Regions from separate parts of the Mus musculus genome. Here region 2 is linked to region 1. The links are chromatin contacts, called in public promoter capture Hi-C maps. All regions are on one chromosome and are shown on one strand. Each heading gives the region's core, a stretch centred on a gene start, on an enhancer-like site or on the middle of the called end of the contact. The rest is flanking DNA. Distances are from core to core; before and after follow the strand shown. Region 1 holds the start of Dbx1 (developing brain homeobox 1). Region 2 holds the start of Nell1 (NEL-like 1).

Region 1 (6,177 bases), core at 2,432-4,931:
GCTAGAAACGGTTGGGGCCGCTGGTAGCTCCTTGGGCCTATTCTAAAGGTGAGCCCCTTAGCGTTATCTTAATAGAGGCTGGAGCTGTAGAAACGCTTTCTGGCTGTGCCTGGAGCACTCCTCCGTTGCCAGTCCAGACAGCATTCTCCTCCCGACCGGGAGAAGCCTGGGGTTGGGGGTGGGGATGGGTGGGTGCAAGTCCCTGTAGCCTCCTACTCAGGGAACTGCCCGCCTCTTCTAGTGTACTTTCTCCATGTTCCAGTGCGGTGCGGAGGACCAAAGCCTGTGGGTTTGCAGCTTGCAAAAGGCAGCCTTAGCATCCTGCAACCCTGAAGCTGGCACCACTTTCATTCCCTGAGAGCTGTGAAGCTCCTCGCCAGGTGGCCCAAGTTTCCTTAGTCTAGACACTCCCCGGCTGGAGAGGTCTGTTGAGAGCCAGGAGGTCCTAAAGGCACTTACTTGCCTAACCAAAAGGGACACTCAGCTTCTCTGGCTAGGGCCTGGGGCTGGGGCTGGATCTGCAGCAGCCTGGTGCTGCAAAGCAGAGTAGGACCTGACCCCCTAGCCCGAGTCTCCTCTTATCTTTTTTCTTTGGTTTTGCTTTTTGAGACAGGGTCTTACTTTGCAGACTTGGCCAGCCTGGAACTCACTGCCTAGAGTAGGCTGGTCTCGAACTCTCAGAGATCCTCTTGCCTTTACCAATTGGATGCCAGGATTAAAGGTGTGCACCTTCTTCCCTGGAAAGAGAAAGGCAGAAAGCTGAAGTGCGGTTTAAGAATGGGAATGTTTTCTCCGACATAAACTTAAAGATAACGACGACTTTACAGTGAATGTCAGGACTCACAAAACCCCTCAAGCTCAGGTCAAATGGAATTAGTCACAGGACTTAGGCGCGGCCGCCATGCGCGTGGCCCTCGGTGGCCACGAGTTTGAAAAGGCGCGTTCAGAAATCACTTTAAAGTAAGATCCGTTCCTGGCTTTTGTTTTATTTTGTTTTGTTTTTTCCTCCCTTAGGATTTAATTTTGTTCTTTCAATGGCGGCCAGCCTTGCTTCCCCCACCTCCGCGAACCCTCACTTTCGCTCTTTGCCACCAGTGGAAAGGGTCTATGTGGATCATGAACGGGTAGACCTACCTTATAGTGAGTCAAGGTGGCCTCGTAAAAACAGAGCTTTAGATACGTTTGGATTGTGGAGAGCAAAACTGCCGGAGGATGAGGAGGGTAGCTAGCCTTCCAGGGCTGCAGAAACCACACCTCCACGGAAGTAACCTCGGGAGGCGGGACCTGGGAAGACCCACTGTGCTGTCTAATCTTTTCTTTCTTGGCAGAAACCTAGCGAATTCTAAAGGTAGAGGTTGAACTCCGCTCATCCGAAGAGGAGGAAGTACCGGATGGATAGAAATTCCCGCACCTATAGTCGCAAGGATCTTCAGAACTTCGAGCTACCTCGGATGTGCTGATGGGGCTGGGGGTTGGGGGAAGTGAGCCGGTAAAGGAAAGGGGTAGGGAATAAGAAGGGCGTGGGAGGGAGGGAGGAGAGGAGGAGTTTGGGGAGGAAAAACAGGAAATAAAGAAAAGGGGGAGAGAAGGAGGAGAGGAAGAAAAGGGGGTTTTAGTCTATTTTGCTGAAGAACTTTTAAAAAGAACTTTCAAAACTCCCCCAACAGATCTTGCACGTACACAATCCTGCCGTGCCACGTCTATATTTAAATGGCCACTTTTTTGATCTGGTCATTCTAGAAGGCTTTTCCTCCTAACACAGGAACAGTCCTGGGTTCAGAAACTCTGCAGTTTCACCAGTCTTCAAGCATGAATTCACCCCCAGAGTCTGGCCCTAAATAACTTTTTAATTTGAATCAAGGGAGAGCTTTAGTGTGCTCGGTTTCTGGTTTAATGTGATATAAATCGCAGATGCACTTCCATGAATGGTTAAAGCAGCGACATGGCGATCATCAACACAAAACGTCCTGAACAAAACCATCGAAAGAAATAGGCTGGTTAATAAGATTTTTTTTTTTTTTTTTTTTTTGGAGAAAGCTTTGTGTTAAAAAGCAAAAAGGAAAACCAGCTGAAAGTGACAGTTAGTTCATGGCTAATAGGATCAGGGCAGCCTGGCAGGGCTGCACACTTCTCTTGGGGGAGGGTTCAATCGCACTAAAGAAATGAATGGGACATTTAACACATCTGTCATCTCGCCGAGCCAGAAACCGGGCAGTGGAGGCTCAGAGCCACCTCAGCACCATCACACGAAAGCCAAGAGAGGCTCTCCAGGATTTTGGTTGGAGACATTAAACTTAGGAAACCCTTTTCCCTGTGTGAACTTAGTTCTTCCTCGTAATTTTTATTCATTGCTCCCTTGCAGTGAACCCAGAAGCTGGCACAAATAAATGTGCAGGAGTTAAGCGCCTCGAAATAGCTGGAGTTGTGTCTGAACTTTCAAGGGCTCTCTGGCTTAAACAAAGAGTTAGGTGGTGAACGTCAATGTTTCTAAAGGTTGGGAAAAAGAGACCCTGACAGGTTTGCGCTAGCTACCGGAGGAACGGAGCTCTCAAGGTTTTGAGCCCTTCCCAAGTGGAATTCCCAGCCCGGTTAGGTTCAGGGCTCTGCCAGGCTCCTTCCTCCTTCAAGTGAACGGCCTTGCACTCTGGGCGGAGTCCCAAAGAAGTTCTCTGAAAACACTCTCTCTCTCTCTCTCTCTCTCTCTCTCTCTCCCTCCCTCCCTCCTCTCTCTCTCCTCTCTCTCTCTCTCTCTCTCTCTCTCTCTCTCTCTCTCTCTCTTCTCTCTCTCTCTCTCTCTCTCTCCCTCTCTCCCTCCCTCCCTCCTCTTTCCCCCTCTCTCTTCTCTCTCCCTCTCCCCTCTCCCTGCTCCCTCACTCCTTCCCTCCCTCTCTTCCTCTTTTCAGGTTATTGGGAATTAGAAATAAATAGTTTTCCCACTAACTTTGGAATTCAACTATTCTCCGGAAACAAAACAAAACAAAACAACACCCCTCAAATCTTCCCAACCCTGACGGACTGTCATCGGATGGCACCGGAGTTTCTATATTTCCAAGTCTCCCTGGGTGTGGGAGTGGGACTTCTAACCCATCCCTCGCATCTGCTCTACGAGTCCCATTGAGTGAGAAATAGCTGGAGACCGGTATGTTTTCATACTTAAGGGCTTGAAATTTTCCACACGGCCCCTCACACACAAGGGAGAGTTATTTTACCGATAGCCTGGAGATGTAGTTCTATGAATATTTATTGATTTATTTTCTAGTCTCAGCAGGAGGCCGCAGATAAATTTAGTGCGTTCTTTAAATAATTCCTTTTCTATGAGGCAAGATGTCATCTGAAACTTCTAAATAGGCATTTAATTAGCCCGGGTGTTGCTTCAGAACAAAAACCTCCAGCGAGAGCTTTGGGGACTCACTGTATAGCAGAGAGGCCGTCGATGCACAGCGTTGATGAGCGCCGGCCTTTGTTGCCGCCCCATTGTGAGGGCCATGCTTATGAAGACTAATCCAATCATAAATTGCATCCCTGAACCAATCAGAGAGCCTGGAGCCTCCCGCGAATGAAGCCCGAGTGGAGAACTTTGTTGAACTTCATTGTCAGAGCTGTCAGTTTTCAAAGAGCTGGAGCGGGCGGGCCACTATAAAACCATCTCCTGGACCGGAGAGCCACAGAAGACTCGCAGACGCCCAAGTAGGACGGTTACCAGGATACTGAGCCAAAGAGGGCATCGGGGGAGGGGCGGGAAGCCAGGCGCTTGCCCTCCGGCCCAGGGAAAGGGAGCTACTGCCAGACCCGCTCTAACCATGATGTTCCCCGGCCTCCTTGCGCCTCCCGCGGGATACCCTAGCCTCCTGCGACCCACGCCCACCTTAACACTGCCCCAGTCCCTTCAATCCGCATTTTCCGGCCACTCTAGTTTCCTAGTAGAAGATTTGATCCGCATCAGCCGGCCTCCCACCTACCTGTCCCGCAGCATACCCGCTGCCAGCCTGTCACCCCCCAGTCAAGAGGCCCCTGCAGCCCTCGCCGACTCGGGGACCTCAGACCTGGGCTCTCCTGGGTCCGGGAGCCGGCGAGGCAGTTCTCCACAGACCGCCCTCTCCCCTGCCAGCGAGCCCACGTTTCTGAAGTTTGGGGTGAATGCCATCCTTTCCTCGGCGCCTAGAAGAGGTAAGATACAGCCGTGCCCTCGACGTGCGTTCCGCGGCCTGACAGCCACTCAATCCTTCACAAACTTGTTCCTCCGCGCTTGTTAGTGCACATTTCCACGCAGGAACTCAGACCTCAAGGGCCAGGTTACTGATTATGAAACGATGGTACTGAGGTTTTAAGGGGAAGAAAAGTCTCAGGCCTTACGAGTATCCTCAAAATGAACTTGAGCCCCGGGCCAGTGAGTGCAGTTCCTTAGTCGGGCGTCTCAGCGCACGCGCTTTGGTGCCTGCGTTCCCGCCCTCAAGACTAGGAAAGAGACTTTTTGCTTTAAACCCAACAAGTACGTTTATTGTGTTGGTTTGTACTATTATGGATAGATCTGCAATAGCCCACCCCACCCCTCCCTATTTTCCTAAGTCTCTGGAATGGTGATGAAATGGGGGCACAAATGAGACGACGCTGCGCAAATTTATTTTACTTAGTGAATACGTTCTAAAAGATGCCTCTGATACCTGCTGCAGTGTGAATTAGATCGTGTACGCGATGCTCCACACAGTATTCAAACACATGATCAAATTCATTCTCTCTCTCTCTCTCTCTCTCTCTCTCTCTCTCTCTCTCTTCCCTCGCCCTACCAGAAACTTCGCCCGCTTTGCTGCAGAGCCCTCCTCCCAAGACGTTCGCCTTTCCATACTTCGAAGGCTCGTTCCAACCCTTTATCAGATCCTCCTATTTCCCAGGTAGGTCTCTTTCGTGTTTTTCCCGCTCCGGGCTGGACAGCCCGTTCCAGTCCCGGCCGGTCGCTCCCTACCCCGAAGTCGTATTTCTCCGTCCACCCCTCGGGGTTACGCTCTGGTTCAGAGGTTGCGAGGCGTACAACATTCACGAATCCGTCGCGCCAATTTGATACCCCATTTAGCACAAGCAGTGACTGCTTGACACTATGCACCAATTCCCTGCTCTACAAATTAGCAAGAATTGTCATGGTCCACATTTGAGGCGGTTCCCTTCCCGGCGAGGAGCTGTTGGCATCCCTTCATGCCGCCGTTTCCCACAGAGTTGGTGCACTTGGCCACCATTCGCCACAAAGGTCTCAGCACCGTGACCAATTGGCCAGCTCCTCCGGCAGCCACACGCAGACCGGCCCTCGCCCCTCCACGCCGCCGAAAAACACCTACCAGCCGCAGCTAATTTCCTGTTAACATTCATTCAGGGCTGCTTTTTTTTCCCTCCACAAGACCGCATGGGGTGCCCTCTTGTGTGCGATGCTTGGGGGTTACCTAAGGGTAGGAAGTCTAGATCCTCCCGCGACCCCAACCTTATCTTGCCAATTTGATTTCCCAACCCTATATCATGCCGGTGGGCTCTTTCTGTAAAAAGGAAACAGTTGACAGAATCCCGCTATGGGTCCTAGTCTACAGGCGAAGAAGCACCCTCAAGAGTTTTCATGCTGAGAACTACGAGTGTTCAAGCATTGCCTCGAACACTTTAAAGCTGCTTTAAAAAGCAGGGAAGCCCCCTAGACAAGAAGGGACCAGAGCCAAAGTGCAGTGGGTGGGGGCAGGGCAAGACCAGGACAGCACTCCCAACATCAGCAAAAGAAACTAGCGACGCTTTTTTTTTTTTTTTTTTTTTTTTTTTTTTGAGAGAAGAAACTCTCTTCCACCACCATTCAGGCTTTTGCCGACAATGGAATTTGCTCCTTTCTCCCGGGTCTCAATGGTCTAACAAAAACAACCCGAGCTTTATAAATAGCTTTTCGTGTCCATTTAATGTGAAAGATTGGGGGTAGAGAAGCCTCTGCCATCACCGCTCTCCCAATCGTCTCCGCCTGCAGTTGTGTTTAGCCTGAGTGTAAACCTCTTTTGTCCCGGTAATATATGGCTCTCGCTGCTTGTCCATAGCCTTTTGCGGTTAGTTCATTACTACACAATTACCATTCACGCTTCGTTAGCGTCTCTGTTTCTTTTTGTTTTTCTTTTTCTCTCCCTTAAAGCGAAACTCTCCCCCTTTTCATAGCGCCAATTC
Region 2 (6,177 bases), core at 2,173-4,672, 340 kb before region 1:
CACTGGAAAGACTCTACAACCTCCTCTAATAACAGGAGTGTATGGCCACTTGACCTCTTCTTAATACCTTGAAAAGTGGTGTTCTTGAAGAATAGACTTTATGCTTCTACCAGTTGGCACATGCTTGATAGGGTTGGGGTGGGGGATGCTCAGGCTGAACTGCCTGGAAATTGCTTCAAACAGAAAAATCCCTCCTTCCCAGCAGGGTGCAGCAGGAGACACTGAGTGGGTACCTTCGGGTGTTGATATTTTGGGTATACCCTTTATCCTCTACCCTGGTGACAACCTCCCTCCCCCCCAAAAAACTGGAAAGCAAGGAAGGCTTAAGCACTGAGCACATACTACTGGCATTTCCAAGACACAGGAGAAAACTGGTGGATGAAGGATGCTTTCATAGATACTACTCTGCCCATCCATCTACCCCAATGTACCTGAAAATCCCAGAATGGAAGACAACAGGCACCTCCACCCCCACCCCTAACCCCACCCCCACTCTGTGCTCCAGAGGTGCTCTGGGCCAGAGTGATATGAGCAGCTTCCTCATAACACCTGCCTTTTGAAGCTACCCCTGCACTGCAGTCTTGCTTTAATTAAAATGTGCCTGATAGCATCTATTCATTTCCATTAAAAGCTGGTGATATCTGAGTAGCTAAGTGGGCCACATGTTTACTTCATCTAGGACTGGTAATGTCCCAGACAACAATTGTCTCACTTGACAAATAAACTCTCTAAGCAGCTGTTTGGATCCTGATACAGTAATCTCCAGCCGGCCTCCTTCTAAACCCAAAGATGGATGTAAGGGATGGAGATGGGGCTTCCTGGGCAAAACCAAAGGGGCTGCTTCCAGAAACCGAACACAATGCTCTCTCCAGCTACAAGAAACTGCAAACCCACAAGGCATAATTTCTTCCATTTCTTTAATTCTTCCAACAATTTATGTATGAAAAATATGCAGCCTCAGGCAATCAAGTAATTGCTACCAGGAAGCACAAGGATTGGCCTTGTACCAAGCTTAGGGACAGGTTGGGGAGCTACATCTTAGATCCATTCTGTCTTTGTCCAGGGTTTTTTGGGGGGCCTGACTACATTCCACTTTATTCCTCCAGAGCCATCAAGGCACAACTCACACAACTCACTGCCTGGGCAAAGCCTTACAGGTAGGTGATCATCCTCTCTACCATGTAACCAGAACTTCACTCCCATGACCCCAATTTCTCACAGCCCACCTCTCCCCCACATCACACAGTGTAACAAGAATGCTTTCTGGTTTCTACCAAGATTCTCAGCAAAGCTCTAAGTTCTCCAGTCAGCTCTGTCTCTCTCTCTGTGTCTCTGTCTCTCTCTCTGTGTCTCTGTCTCTCTCTGTGTGTGTCTCTGTCTCTGTCTCTCTCTCCCGTGCTCGCTCTCTCTCTCTCTCTCTCTGTCTGTCTGTCTCTGTCTGTCTCTCTCTCTCTCTCCTGTGCGCTCTCTCTCTCTGTGTGTGTGTGTGTGTGTGTGTGTGTGTGTGTGTGTGTGTCTCTGTCTGTCTGTCTCTCTCTCCCGTGCGCTCTCTCTCTCTCTCTCTCTCTCTCTCTCTCTCTCTCTCTCTGTGTGTGTGTGTGTGTGTGTGTGTGTGTGTGTGTGGCACCTAATAAGCCACCCACTGTTCAAGATGTAAAAGGGAGCTAGGATTGTAGGGAGGGGGGAAGACCTCACGTCAGAAACTGAAGTATAGTGGAAACTCAGCCTGAAGCTCATGAGCAGTTTTTGGCAACTCTTCAAAAGAGTAATGAAAACAAAGGATGTAAGCACTTGGGTCCTAATCTGGAATGATATGGAATGGTCATCAGGCTGCTCCTTCGCCATCTGTCTTCTCCCTATCTTCCCTTTCCCTGTAGGATGTCCCCAGCAACACTCTCCTCCTCCCCACCGGTAGCCCAGCACTAGTAGGCCATGTCCTCATCTTCCTGGAACTAGTTCTAATTGCAAGGAGCAACTGTAGTAAGCGCCACTTAGCCTTGGGTCTATTGGCTGCGAAGGGAGTTCCGGAAAGACACTCAGGTTCTTTTGTCCCTAGAGAAAGGTTTCCCCGTCTCACTGGGATTAGGCAAAGGAAAACCTTAGTCCACTTCGGTCCTGGGAAGTAAGGGAGGGGAGGCTAGAAGCTCACAGACCCCTAACTGCCTGCCAAAGTGGGGAGTCTGGGGCATAAGGGATGGGAACTTTTTAAGTCGACTAAAGAAGGGGTGTGTTCCTCAGTCCTCTAAACGTAAACCAGCTGTCTGGCTTGGGAAGGAGACTGAACCTCTAGAGTGGGGAATGAAGGTACTGGAGGGCCGCCGACATGGGGACAGGGAATGCCTATGCGTCCATTCTAGGGATCCGAAGTCTGTGGGCAATGAATCTGATGTCTGGCTACCAAGAACTATCTCTTCCCCTGTCTGCCTTGTTGATCTGCTTCCTACCCTTCCTAACCCCGCCCCTGCCTCCTGACAACTACTGCAAGCTTGGTGAAGTAGGCTACATTCTTGAACCCCAGGGACCCGGAGTCAGGGAACCCCGTGGAAGAGGAAAGAGTGGAGTGCGCCTCAGGGTCATCACAACCGCACCTCCAGCAGGCAGATTCTATAGGGACTTGGTCATCAGGCCAGTTTCCTTGGCCCCGGGTCCCACCCCACAATCTTGGATGACAGCAGGAGGAACACGGTTTAGAGGTTGAGAAAATCTTCTGTCGTCTCCACTGGTCCAATTTACCTCCTAATAATTGTTCGCTTAGTTGTTTGGGCAGGGAGCTGACAGGAGACCACTCCTGGAGTTCCCTCTGGGAGCCATGTGGGAACCACGGAAGAGCTCGCGGGTCCCCCCTTTCCTCGCAGCCCTCTCCCGTGCGCCGTCTGGCTCCCCCGGCTCTGGCCGCGCCTGCCTGCCGCACGCGCTCCCTCTGCGGGTGGAACTCCCGCGGCTCGGGGACACCCTTGGCCACCGCACCCTGCAAGTTCAAGGATGTAGGATCTCTGGCCACGCTGCAGCGGGTTCTGACTCCTTAGAACCGGGAAGCTGCTTGCTAGCCACACAAGGCTGCGACCACCCGGCCGCACCCCGCATACTGAATGCCCGCTGCTGCGTCCCCGGGGAAGAGAACACTCGCCCGGGCATCTTTTCTAGCGCTTTTACCCCGAGCTGTGCTGGGCAATCAGAACCCAAGCACTCTGCTGCCCTTCTCTAGCCCGTCAGAGATAGGTTCCGAGTCTCTCCTAGACAGAGTAATCCCGGGTTACAGCAGTCGGGAGCAGCACTATCATCACCACCACCTTCCCCCAAATCCCGCTTAATGCCCAGCCTTGCTTACCTGTCCTGGCGGTGCACACACAGAACCACAAAACTAAAATCACATCCATCGGCATCGCTCCGGAGGCCCCCCGCCAAGCAGGGCGCACCAACGCCAGCAAGAAACCAATGCTTCAGAAAGCCGCGGCTCTGTGGGCTCGAAGCGGCCAAACTTACTAGCGGGCGGCAGGGGAGGTGGCTCGGCGGCGCCCGGGAAAGCAACCCCGACTGCCCCGCCCCCAGCCCACCCTCCACCGCGGGTGGCGGTGGCACGGGGCTGGGGCCCTAAACCCTGCTGCAGCTGCGCTCCCCCTGAGCTAGGGCGGGAGCGCGGGGCTCCGCCACTCCCGCAGGTTGCCCTGGGAGTCTGTGCGGATTCCGCTCGCCTCCTGGACTCCGGAGATGCAAGGATCCCGGCTACCCGCGCCTCACGGCTTCACGCCCCCGCCTCTGCCACTGCGCCGCGCTGCGGGCTGCCCAAGTTGCAACAGTTCATCCAGGCCGGGTCCGAAGCCGCCCAGCCTGCGTGCGTGGGTTTTGTTCCCTAGGGGAACCAGACCTAGGCGGTGTCGAGAAGTGCTCCCAGCACCTCCTTGGGAAATAACTACTACCGATTCGCTCCAGCAAGTGGGTGGGGAGGAGCAGGTGGGGGCGGAGGAGGGGGCAGGGGACGGATGATGCCTGAGTCCCCAACCGCCACCTGTACTTGCTGTCTAGTCCCAGCCAAAGGCTCTTGTGACTGGATACTAGCTTTTAAGAGTGCTGGTTGAGGGTGTTGAGGTGGGAGTCCCTGAGCTTAGAGCAATCTATGGCTCGAATTTAAGAAGTGTTTGCTAGCTTCGTTCTACAGGCCAAATGCTGCCACATAGGGGAAGTTCTAAACCTTCTAAACCTTTTTTTTTTTTTTTTTTTTTTTTTTTTGGCTGTTGTGTGACTTTCTGGATGGTTTTCTCCAAAACCCGCTGTTTAGGTCTCGGTCTCTCTCTCTCTCTCTCTCTCTCTCTCTCTCTCTCTCTCTCTCTCTCTCTCTCTCCTTTCTTTGGAAACCCCTACTGGAACACCATTCTGTAGAGAGAAAAGCTGGGCTTTGCTGGCGACCAGTGGACAAGCAGAGGAGTCTCTCCTGTCTAGTGTACCCTCTGCTACTGGGGCCGCCCCGCTAGGGTCCCTGTACTGTGTGCTTCAGTCTATCTAGAGATGATGCAGTCACAGAACCTGAAAGGTCAGTACCTCCAGCTTACATGTTCATGCCATGTGACTCGAAGCCTCCCGCACCCCAGCTTGTCCTGTGGCTCCATCTATGGCTCCAGCTTCCCCCAACATCCAATACTACTCTGAGATACTTAAACTCATAACAACCTCCCAGATCCCAGAGGGGGGGGGGGGGAAAGAGTTCAACAAAAGAGCTCTGCTTTCTTTCCAGGGTTTCTCTCTGGCATTTGCCCATCCTCTGTGCTCCCAGGGCCTTTACTTCACATACCTTTGACCCCAGGAGTCCAGTGGGGGGTCACCAATTTAGTTGCACAGTTTATGAAGAGGAAAGGTCTTAACCTACATGGTCCTCTGACCTTGATCCTATTTTTCAGGACATTCTGTATACACCCCCTTGCCCATTTGCTCCCCGTTCGTACCTTCCCCGGCAGGTGAAGAAAGAAATCATGAAAGATAAATCAGCCTGAGAAGTACCCACTGCAATGCAGCTGAACTGGGCCATTACAGAGTGGATGTCAAGGCTTAACTCTCCAGCTTTTAAGAGTGTGTGTGTGTGTGTGTGTGTGTGTGTGTGTGTGTGCCCCTGGAAGATAGAAGACAATGTTGGATGCACTGCTGCTGAAATTACAATCTATTGTGACATGTGTCCTGGATCCTTGTGTCAACTGAACTTTATTTCAGCTCCCAAATATTTTCTTTGTTATGTATCTGGAGCTAGCCTTGAACCTTGAACCTCCTGTCCCTTCATCTCCTAAATGCTAGGGTTATATGTCTGGGCCACCTAGTTTATGTAGTGCTGGGGATGGGACCTGCTTCCTTGTGCATCCTGGGCAAGCAGTCTACCAACTAATCTGTCTCCATAGCCCTTTACTCTCCAAAATTCTCAAAATTCAACTTGGCCCCAGAGCAGACCCTTCCTCCTGTGTCTTCATTACAGAGTCGAGGCTTTCTCTTCCTCCTGGAGCATGCTGCACGTGATGCCAACATTAAAATCACACACACACACACACACACACACACACACACACACACCCCTTGCAGAAAACTAGATTTCCCATGTTTCACTGGGCCTCCTAAGTAAGGACTCCGGATGCCAAGCTATATATTGTGAGAACCATGTCCCACCCTCAACTCTCCCTCAGTATAAATGCACTTCTATGGCCTTTAGGGGCTCTGAAGTGCTTTTCCTAGTCCCCTTTTCTTGATCTCAGAAATCCCAGAAGCCCTAAGAGGCACAGTGGTCCCAGCAGGGGACTTGTATCTTTTGAACCCTAATCGTCAAGACTGTGTAGCTGGTCCTGTGGGATGAGGGTTTCAGCGTGTTCCATTTAAAAAATTAAGTGAGACATATGTTCTGTCGTAGCTCTGCAGCTTCGCAGCCATTAGCAGTAACAAGAGTTAATCTCAACAAGCTCATAAATCTTCCCTAGATAACTAAGGACCTCAGTCCACTCAGGTAAGTACACGCTTTCCTGAGTGGGGACGTGGGGAAGGGGCGGGCGGTAGACCTGTTGGTCCAGCAGAGAATAGGCCCAGTGGATTTCTGTTGGCATATAGTCCATTTCTGTGACGTCTCCAGAAAAAAAACAAATGCATAGAAACAGGAAGCTGATGAGTGGCTGCCTCTGGATGAGGAGTGAGTAGGAGGAGGATCTGGAG

The links. Promoter capture Hi-C pulls out the DNA fragments that hold promoters and counts their contacts.
Region 2: a contact with region 1 is called in a promoter capture Hi-C map of embryonic stem cells. The contact joins the promoter of Nell1 here to the promoter of Dbx1 in region 1. A contact is called at or near these places in 9 of 39 promoter capture datasets (the 3T3-L1 cell line, the HPC-7 cell line, embryonic stem cells and 3 more), 14 of 484 Hi-C or Micro-C datasets (all in embryonic stem cells), 4 of 115 datasets of contacts at active chromatin or transcription factors (all in embryonic stem cells) and 1 of 9 other capture datasets (embryonic stem cells).

Annotation. Positions count from the first base shown.
Region 1 is chr7:49,634,339-49,640,515 of GRCm38.p6, reverse strand. It overlaps Dbx1 (developing brain homeobox 1), which reads left to right and starts at 3,681. Exons shown (of 4, transcript NM_001005232.1): 1 at 3,681-4,167; 2 at 4,788-4,889. The coding sequence starts at 3,801. It overlaps Gm45985 (a long non-coding RNA gene), which reads right to left and starts at 659. Exons shown (of 2, transcript XR_001778125.1): 1 at 622-659.
Region 2 is chr7:49,972,595-49,978,771 of GRCm38.p6, reverse strand. Nell1 (NEL-like 1) reads right to left here and starts at 3,422. Exons shown (of 20, transcript NM_001037906.2): 1 at 3,329-3,422. The coding sequence starts at 3,383.